Regions from separate parts of the Mus musculus genome. Here region 2 is linked to region 1. A link is a contact called in public Hi-C data. All regions are on one chromosome and are shown on one strand. Each heading gives the region's core, a stretch centred on a gene start, on an enhancer-like site or on the middle of the called end of the contact. The rest is flanking DNA. Distances are from core to core; before and after follow the strand shown. Region 1 holds the start of Jtb (jumping translocation breakpoint). Region 2 holds the start of Psmd4 (proteasome (prosome, macropain) 26S subunit, non-ATPase, 4).

Region 1 (3,230 bases), core at 284-2,783:
TACAATGTTCAAAACCAGCCTGGCCTACATGGTGAGTTGTTCCAGACCAGACAGTGCTACATAGTGAGACACTGTCTCAAAATAAAATAAATAAATAAAATGAGGGCTGGAGATATGGCTCGGTGGTGAAGAACACTGGTTGCTGGTTGCTCTTAGAGAGAACAGGGTTCCATTCCCAGCACCCACATTGGAACTCAATCTTTTCTAACTCTGATTCTAGGAGATCTGATGACCTCTTCTGGATTTTTAGGGCATCTCTCCCACCCCAAATACATATGCAAGCAGGCAAAATACCTATATACATAAAATGAAACAGACCAAAAAAAAAAAAATGATTTGAGCATAACCTAAGAGTCTGGGAAGAAAGGAAGAAAGACACATTAATGGCATGCTTTTGGTTTGGTTTGGTTTGGTTTGGTTTGGTTTTTCGAGAAAGGGTTTCTCTATGTAGCCCTCCCTGGCTGTCCTGGAACTCACTCTGTAGACTAGGATGGCCTCGAACTCAGAAATCCTCCTGCCTCTGCCTCCCAAGTGCTGGGAATAAAGGTGTGCACCACCACTGCCCAGCCATTAATGGAATGCTTACCAAAACAACAAACAAACAACCCAAATACTCACAATCTGGAAGTTAGAACACGGAGTACACTCTTCAGTCACCACAAACTCTTCTGCCAACCAACATGGCGAAGTTGAAGTGCTCACTAAAAGGAGAGAGAGAAAAACGGCCAGCCGAAGACCATTCAAAAAACATTTCTCTCAAAGGCTCTGCCCATCTAGCTTCCCAACACAGTGCTTGCCCTCATTCCATGTGGCACCTTATTTTTCTGTGTTCTGGGTATACTAAAAAGACATTAGAAACAAGCCATAGAGGTACAGGGTTCTCGGGCAATCACCCACCTGATAGCTTCTCCTCGCGCACCGGAGCCTCTGCCTCGCTGCAGGAAGGGGAAGGGGGTAAGAACAACAGTGAGCTCGCAGAAGACAGCGCATACCCACTTTGGACGTCTGTGGATGAGGTGTCCTGGTTTCTGGGGCGTAGACTATGGGGTTCGCCTGCGATCTCCTTTCCTCTCCCCAGTACCCACTTACCAGAGTTTTAAGGTGAAAGCGCACAGCAGCCAACAGAGGTGGCCGGCCCGGGGGAGGCCACGCCTCCCCGCGCCCGCGAGCATGGAGCGGTCAGGGTCGCACCTGTTGCAGCAGACCTCCCTGAGGTTCCAGCTCCGAGCAGCCAGATGCCAGAGTTCTCAGTCTGGGCCAACTAGAGCGCTATAGGAACGGCCTCGTGACCACAGCGAGAATAATCCATGCGGGTGTCTTGCTAGAAGCACGAGGTCTTTGTGGGGACGCAGGCGTCCGGGAAAGGGGTACGCGGGTCCGGACCTAGTGCCCGTGCCCCTCGGCCTCGGTCTCGGGAGCGGCCATCTTGCTCGCGGAGGCTCCTGGTCCCGGCACTGGCGACGCCGACTCTTCCCGGGTGCTCTCGTCTGTTTGCTGCTGTTGTCGTTCCGGACTCGGTGGCAACTGCATCTCACTGCGTTTGCGCAGGATCACGCGACTCTTCAGCTGGGCGCCGCGCGGCAGTGTGGTCCTTGTAGTGTTTGCAGAGCCGGCGGGACCGGTGGTAGAGGCGATCTCATTTGTTCTGGGTTCGCTTCTCCCTGATAACACAGCTGCTTGTCTGTTTAGAACCAGGAGAGCCGGGAGGAATAAAAAGGGGCCAAATGCCGCTCTGTCTGTACTTGGGTCCTTCATCAAAACTTTGGGCTCACCATTAGGTGACACCCTCCCCATTTCTGGTTTAACACCCTGGCCATCCTTGACACCTTGGGTTCCGGAAATCTGATGGGAAGAGAAACTGCATCGCATTTGAAACTTGCTCTTGTCCCTGGACTCCCACCCGACTCTACGCAAATGAACGGTGTCTGTTTCCCCTTCTGTGAGTGTGAAACTGCTTCACAGAGCTATTCCTTTGAAAAACCTCAGTAGTTCTCACCTCGTCCTTGCTCCTACAAATAAGGAAATGATCTCAAGGCTAAGAGCACAGATTTTTAATATTTATTTGGTTGGTTGGTTGATACTTATATTTTTTAATTTTATGTTGCTGTTGTTGTTGTTATTATTTTGAGGAAGGGTTTCTCTGTGTAGTTCTCTCCTGGAACTTGTTTTGTAGACCAAGCTGGCTTCAAGACCCAAGAGCTGGGATTAAAGGCCTGTCACCTCTTTACCTGATTAGAGCGTAGAGATTTTAAATTGAAAGTATTATTGGAATTAGATTTAGGAGCTTGTCAGCGACTCGATTGGTGGTGTGGTGGCTCAAGCCTTTAGTCCTAGTACTCAGGAGGTAGGTAGAGTTTGAGACCAGCCTTGAAAACATAGCAAGTTTCAGGCCAGCCAGAATTAGATGATGACAGAATTGAATTTCTGTCCAGAAAGAAACAAAGGAAGGAAGAAAGAAAAAAAAAAGAAAGAAAGAAGAAAGAGAGAGAGAAAAAAATCTGTTCTTCTGAAGAGGTGGCTCAGTAGTTAAGAGTCTAGATGGTCTTCCAGAGGATCCAGGTTTGATTCCCAGCGCCCACAGGGACTCAAACCTACAGTTAGTTGCAGGAGGTTACACACTCTCTTTTGGACACCACCGGTACCAGACATGCACAGGATGTACACCAAAGCACACACACAAACACACACACACACACACACACGAAATAATTTTTTTTTTTTTTTTGAGACAGGGTTTCTCTGTGTAGTCCTGGCTGTCCTGGAACTCACTTTGTAGACCAGGCTGGCCTCGAACTCAGAAATCCACCTGTCTCTACCTCCCAAGTGCTGGGATTAAAGGCATGCGCCACCACTGCCCGGCGAAATAATTTTTTTAATAAAAAAATTCTTCCCTGGGATGTGACTAAGATGTTAATCTTGCTGGGCATGGTGGCACAGCCCTTGAATGCCAGCACTCAGGGGGCAGAGGCAGGTAGATCTTTGAGTTTGATGCCAGCCTGGTTTACAGAGTAAGTTCCAGGACCACTAGGGCTAATCAGAGAAACCATGTTTAGAAAAACAAAACAAGAAGCTGGTATTTTCCTTGGGGGTCACTGTCTTTTTGCTGCTTGAATTTAAGGCAGGGTCTTAATGTGGAGCACTGGTTGCCCTTCAGCCTGTAGCAGCTCTGCCTTTGCCTCCTACATGTCGACTCCAGAGTAAACAAGACCCTATCTCAAAAACTAAGTAAA
Region 2 (3,234 bases), core at 585-3,084, 4.8 Mb before region 1:
TGGGTTGTGGGGTACTAATTAATCAAAGCATTTTGAATTTTGTGGTTGTTGTCTTGGTTTTGGAGACAGGGTTTTTCTGTGTAGCCTTGGCTGTCTTGGACTCACTCTGTAGACCAGGCTGGCAGCAAATTCAGAGATCGGCCTGCCTCTGCCTCTGAGTACTGGGATTAAAGGCCTTCACCACCATTGCCTGGCAGAACTTTGTGGGGTTTTTTTTGGTAGTGTTGGGGTTTGTTTATTTTTACTAAGGGTTGAAATTGGGGCCTTGGCTGTGCTCAGCAAGCACTGACCACTGAGGCCCTCCTCAGGTACTCGTTCATTTTTAAGTTCTTATTTTTTAAGGTGTCTGTGTGTATTGTGTATGTTCTCTCTGTGTGTATATATGTTTCTCTCTCTCTTTCTCGCTGTGTGTATGTGTAGGTGTGTGTAGGTGTGTGTGTGTGTGTGTGTGTGTGTGTGTGTGTGTGTGTGTTTACTTGAATAACCACAGAGGCCGGAAGGAGTCATCAAGTCCCCTGGGGCTGGAATTGTAAGCAGCTGTTAGCCACCCCATATGGATGGTGGGAACAGAATGCTACTCCTCTACTAAAACAGGATGGACTCTTAACTATGAGACATCTTTTAAGCCCTTCTCCCTTTTTATTTTTGAGAATTCTCTCACTAAATTTCCAAGATGACCATGAATTTGTAATCATTCCATTATATAGGTGGGATCGCAGGCAAGTGCCAACAGGTCTTCTTTTCTTTGACCCCCAGAAAAGGTCTTATTGTGTATAACCCTGGCTGCCCTGGAACTCATTATATAGATCAGGCTGGTCTAAAACCCACAGATGCCTGCCTCTGCTTCCCAAGGGTTGGTGTTAAAGGTTAATTAACAAACCAAAATAACTTGCTGGCTATCCTTCGTTCCTTGGGTGATTACATGGTGTTTACTGCGGGCTGGGGAAATGACTCAGTGCTTATGAGAGAGCGCTTACTGCTCTTCCTAGAGGACCAGAGTTCGGTTCCCAGAACTCAAGACAGGCAGCTCACAGCTGCCTGGAACTCCAGTTCCGGATTTGATATTCTCTTCCAGCCTCTGCAGGGCCTGAATACACACACAAACGCTTAAAAATTTTTTTTGGTTTGTTTTTTTTTTTTTAATTGGTCAAAACTTTTCTGGATTCCTTCATCCTGTCAGACTCAATACTGGAGTTAGGAATTGCATAGATTTTTTTTTTTTTTTTTTTTGGTAGGCAGTAGATAGGTAAATCGAATTTGAGGATACAAGTGTTTGTAGCAGTTGCATAAACACAGTGCAATGGGAAACAGGAAGTTAAAATGTGGTTAACGATGCTGACACACTTTTTAAGTGATTATGCTTGGACTGACATATCCACAGTAGTGTATGCACTCATGAGTGTCTGTTATGTGTTCGAGGCAGTGTCACTACGTAGTAGCTATGTTGCCCACGTTGGCCTGGAAATTGCAGTTCAGATCTTAGCATGAGTGTGCCCCTTGTAAACAGCACTGGGAGGTGAAGCAATAGAGTTTATTAGCCTGAGCTCCACAGCGAATTGCTGTCATCCTTTTTCAAACCGTAACAACAAAAACAAATCAAAAACCCAAATATACAAAAGAAAGAGAGCAGAAGAGGGGGTAAATTACAGCTCTCCTGCCTCACACTGGAGTGTTGCTGCCAGGCGAGTGCAGAGAGCTTACAGCTGTTCCGGAAGCTGCTGCGAAGGTAGCCAACTCTATTGGATAACCAACCTTTCCATTTCTGTGGCGCCTACAAGTCCCAGAACACACCGCGGGGCGCGGAGGCGGGGCAGCATGAAGACTGAGTTCTTTGATTGGTGATGAGCACCAGGCCAATCGGAGGTGCTGTTGTTTGTCAGTCCCGGAGCCGGTCCGCAGAGGGAAGGAGGCAAGATGGTGTTGGAGAGCACTATGGTTTGGTGAGGAGCTTCGGACGTGGCTGGGGGGCGCGTCTGGGTTGTTGGTGCGCGTGGCGCCGAAACCCGAGGGCCTGGGCTGGGGACTGGGTCGCCGGGCGAGATGTGGCTTCGGGGCCCGCGGGACTCTGGCAGACGACTCCCTGAGTCATCCCGGCCCAGGAACGCAGGCCCGGGAACTCCTGTTCCCTTCCCTGAATTTCAGGTCTCCCATAAAGCAGAGGCCAACTGCCCCCTCCACTCGCCTCCAAGTTTTTCTTTTCTCTGTACTTTATCGCATGTAAACCTCACAACCGCATTCTTGGAAAATAGTCCTTGTCTCATAATGAGTCGGAAGGACTTTAGGGGATCCGCTGTAGTCACACAGCAAATTAAGAGGCCGTGATAAGCAGGATGAACTAGGTTTTATCAGGTTTATACTTGGGATGAGTACCTATTAAGAGTTAGATTAGAAACTGAGGACAAGAAAATAAATAGAAAGCTGAGAACATATTTTTTTTCAGGGCTACAAGAGGACTTTGTTTTGTGTTTTCTGGGAATTGAATCCAGAGCATTGTGAACGCTGGGAACGTGCTCTACCAATGAGCCTCATCACACACCTGGATTGCATTTATTATTTGTCATCATTATTGTTTTAGATGGAGCTTTGACACTGTAGCTCAGACTGGCTTTGAAGTCGCTATTTGAGAAGATGCACAGGTTGGCCTTGAACTTGGAATGAGTATGTAGGATTAAAAACTTGAGTCACTAGGCCCATGTTTTCATTTGGAGATTGGCTAGCACTGCCACCTAAATGCAGGATGGCTTAAGCTTGGTTTCCTGCACTTGGAGGATGAGACAGGGAGTTTTCATGATCAGGACTACCTAGCAAGGTTCTGTCTCAAAATAAGACTACCAGAATGCCCAGTTAAATTTGAATTTCAAGCAAATCATGAGTGATTTTTTAGTATGAAAGGGAATTTTAAGTCCAACCCAAATATTGCTCTTACAAGTTACTTGTTGGGGCCGGGCAGTAGTGGCACACACCTTTAATCCCAGCACTTGGGCAGCAGAGGCAGGTGGATCTCTTAGGGGTTGAGGCCAGCCTGGTCTATAGAGCAAGTTCTAGGACATGCAGAGAAGCCCTGTCTCAAAAGGTGGTAAAATAAAACAAAAACAACAACAAAATAGTTACTTGTTGAGGGTGGTGAGATGGTTGGGTGGGTAAGAGCACAGAGTTTGGTTCCAAGCACCCATGTTGTTTGCTGCTGCCTTCTTTTTTTTTTTTTTTTTTTTTGGTTTTTCGAGACAGGGTTTC

What was found. Hi-C and Micro-C count contacts between places; a contact is called where the count stands out from the background.
Region 2: a contact with region 1 is called in a Hi-C map of B cells, with 5 read pairs. The contact joins the promoter of Psmd4 here to the promoter of Jtb in region 1. A contact is called at or near these places in 1 of 39 promoter capture datasets (cranial neural crest) and 1 of 484 Hi-C or Micro-C datasets (B cells).

What each region holds. Positions count from the first base shown.
Region 1 is chr3:90,229,900-90,233,129 of GRCm38.p6, reverse strand. Jtb (jumping translocation breakpoint) reads right to left here and starts at 1,533. Exons shown (of 5, transcript NM_206924.2): 1 at 1,090-1,533; 2 at 898-935; 3 at 619-701. The coding sequence starts at 1,172.
Region 2 is chr3:95,041,214-95,044,447 of GRCm38.p6, reverse strand. Psmd4 (proteasome (prosome, macropain) 26S subunit, non-ATPase, 4) reads left to right here and starts at 1,834. Exons shown (of 10, transcript NM_008951.2): 1 at 1,834-1,940. The coding sequence starts at 1,915.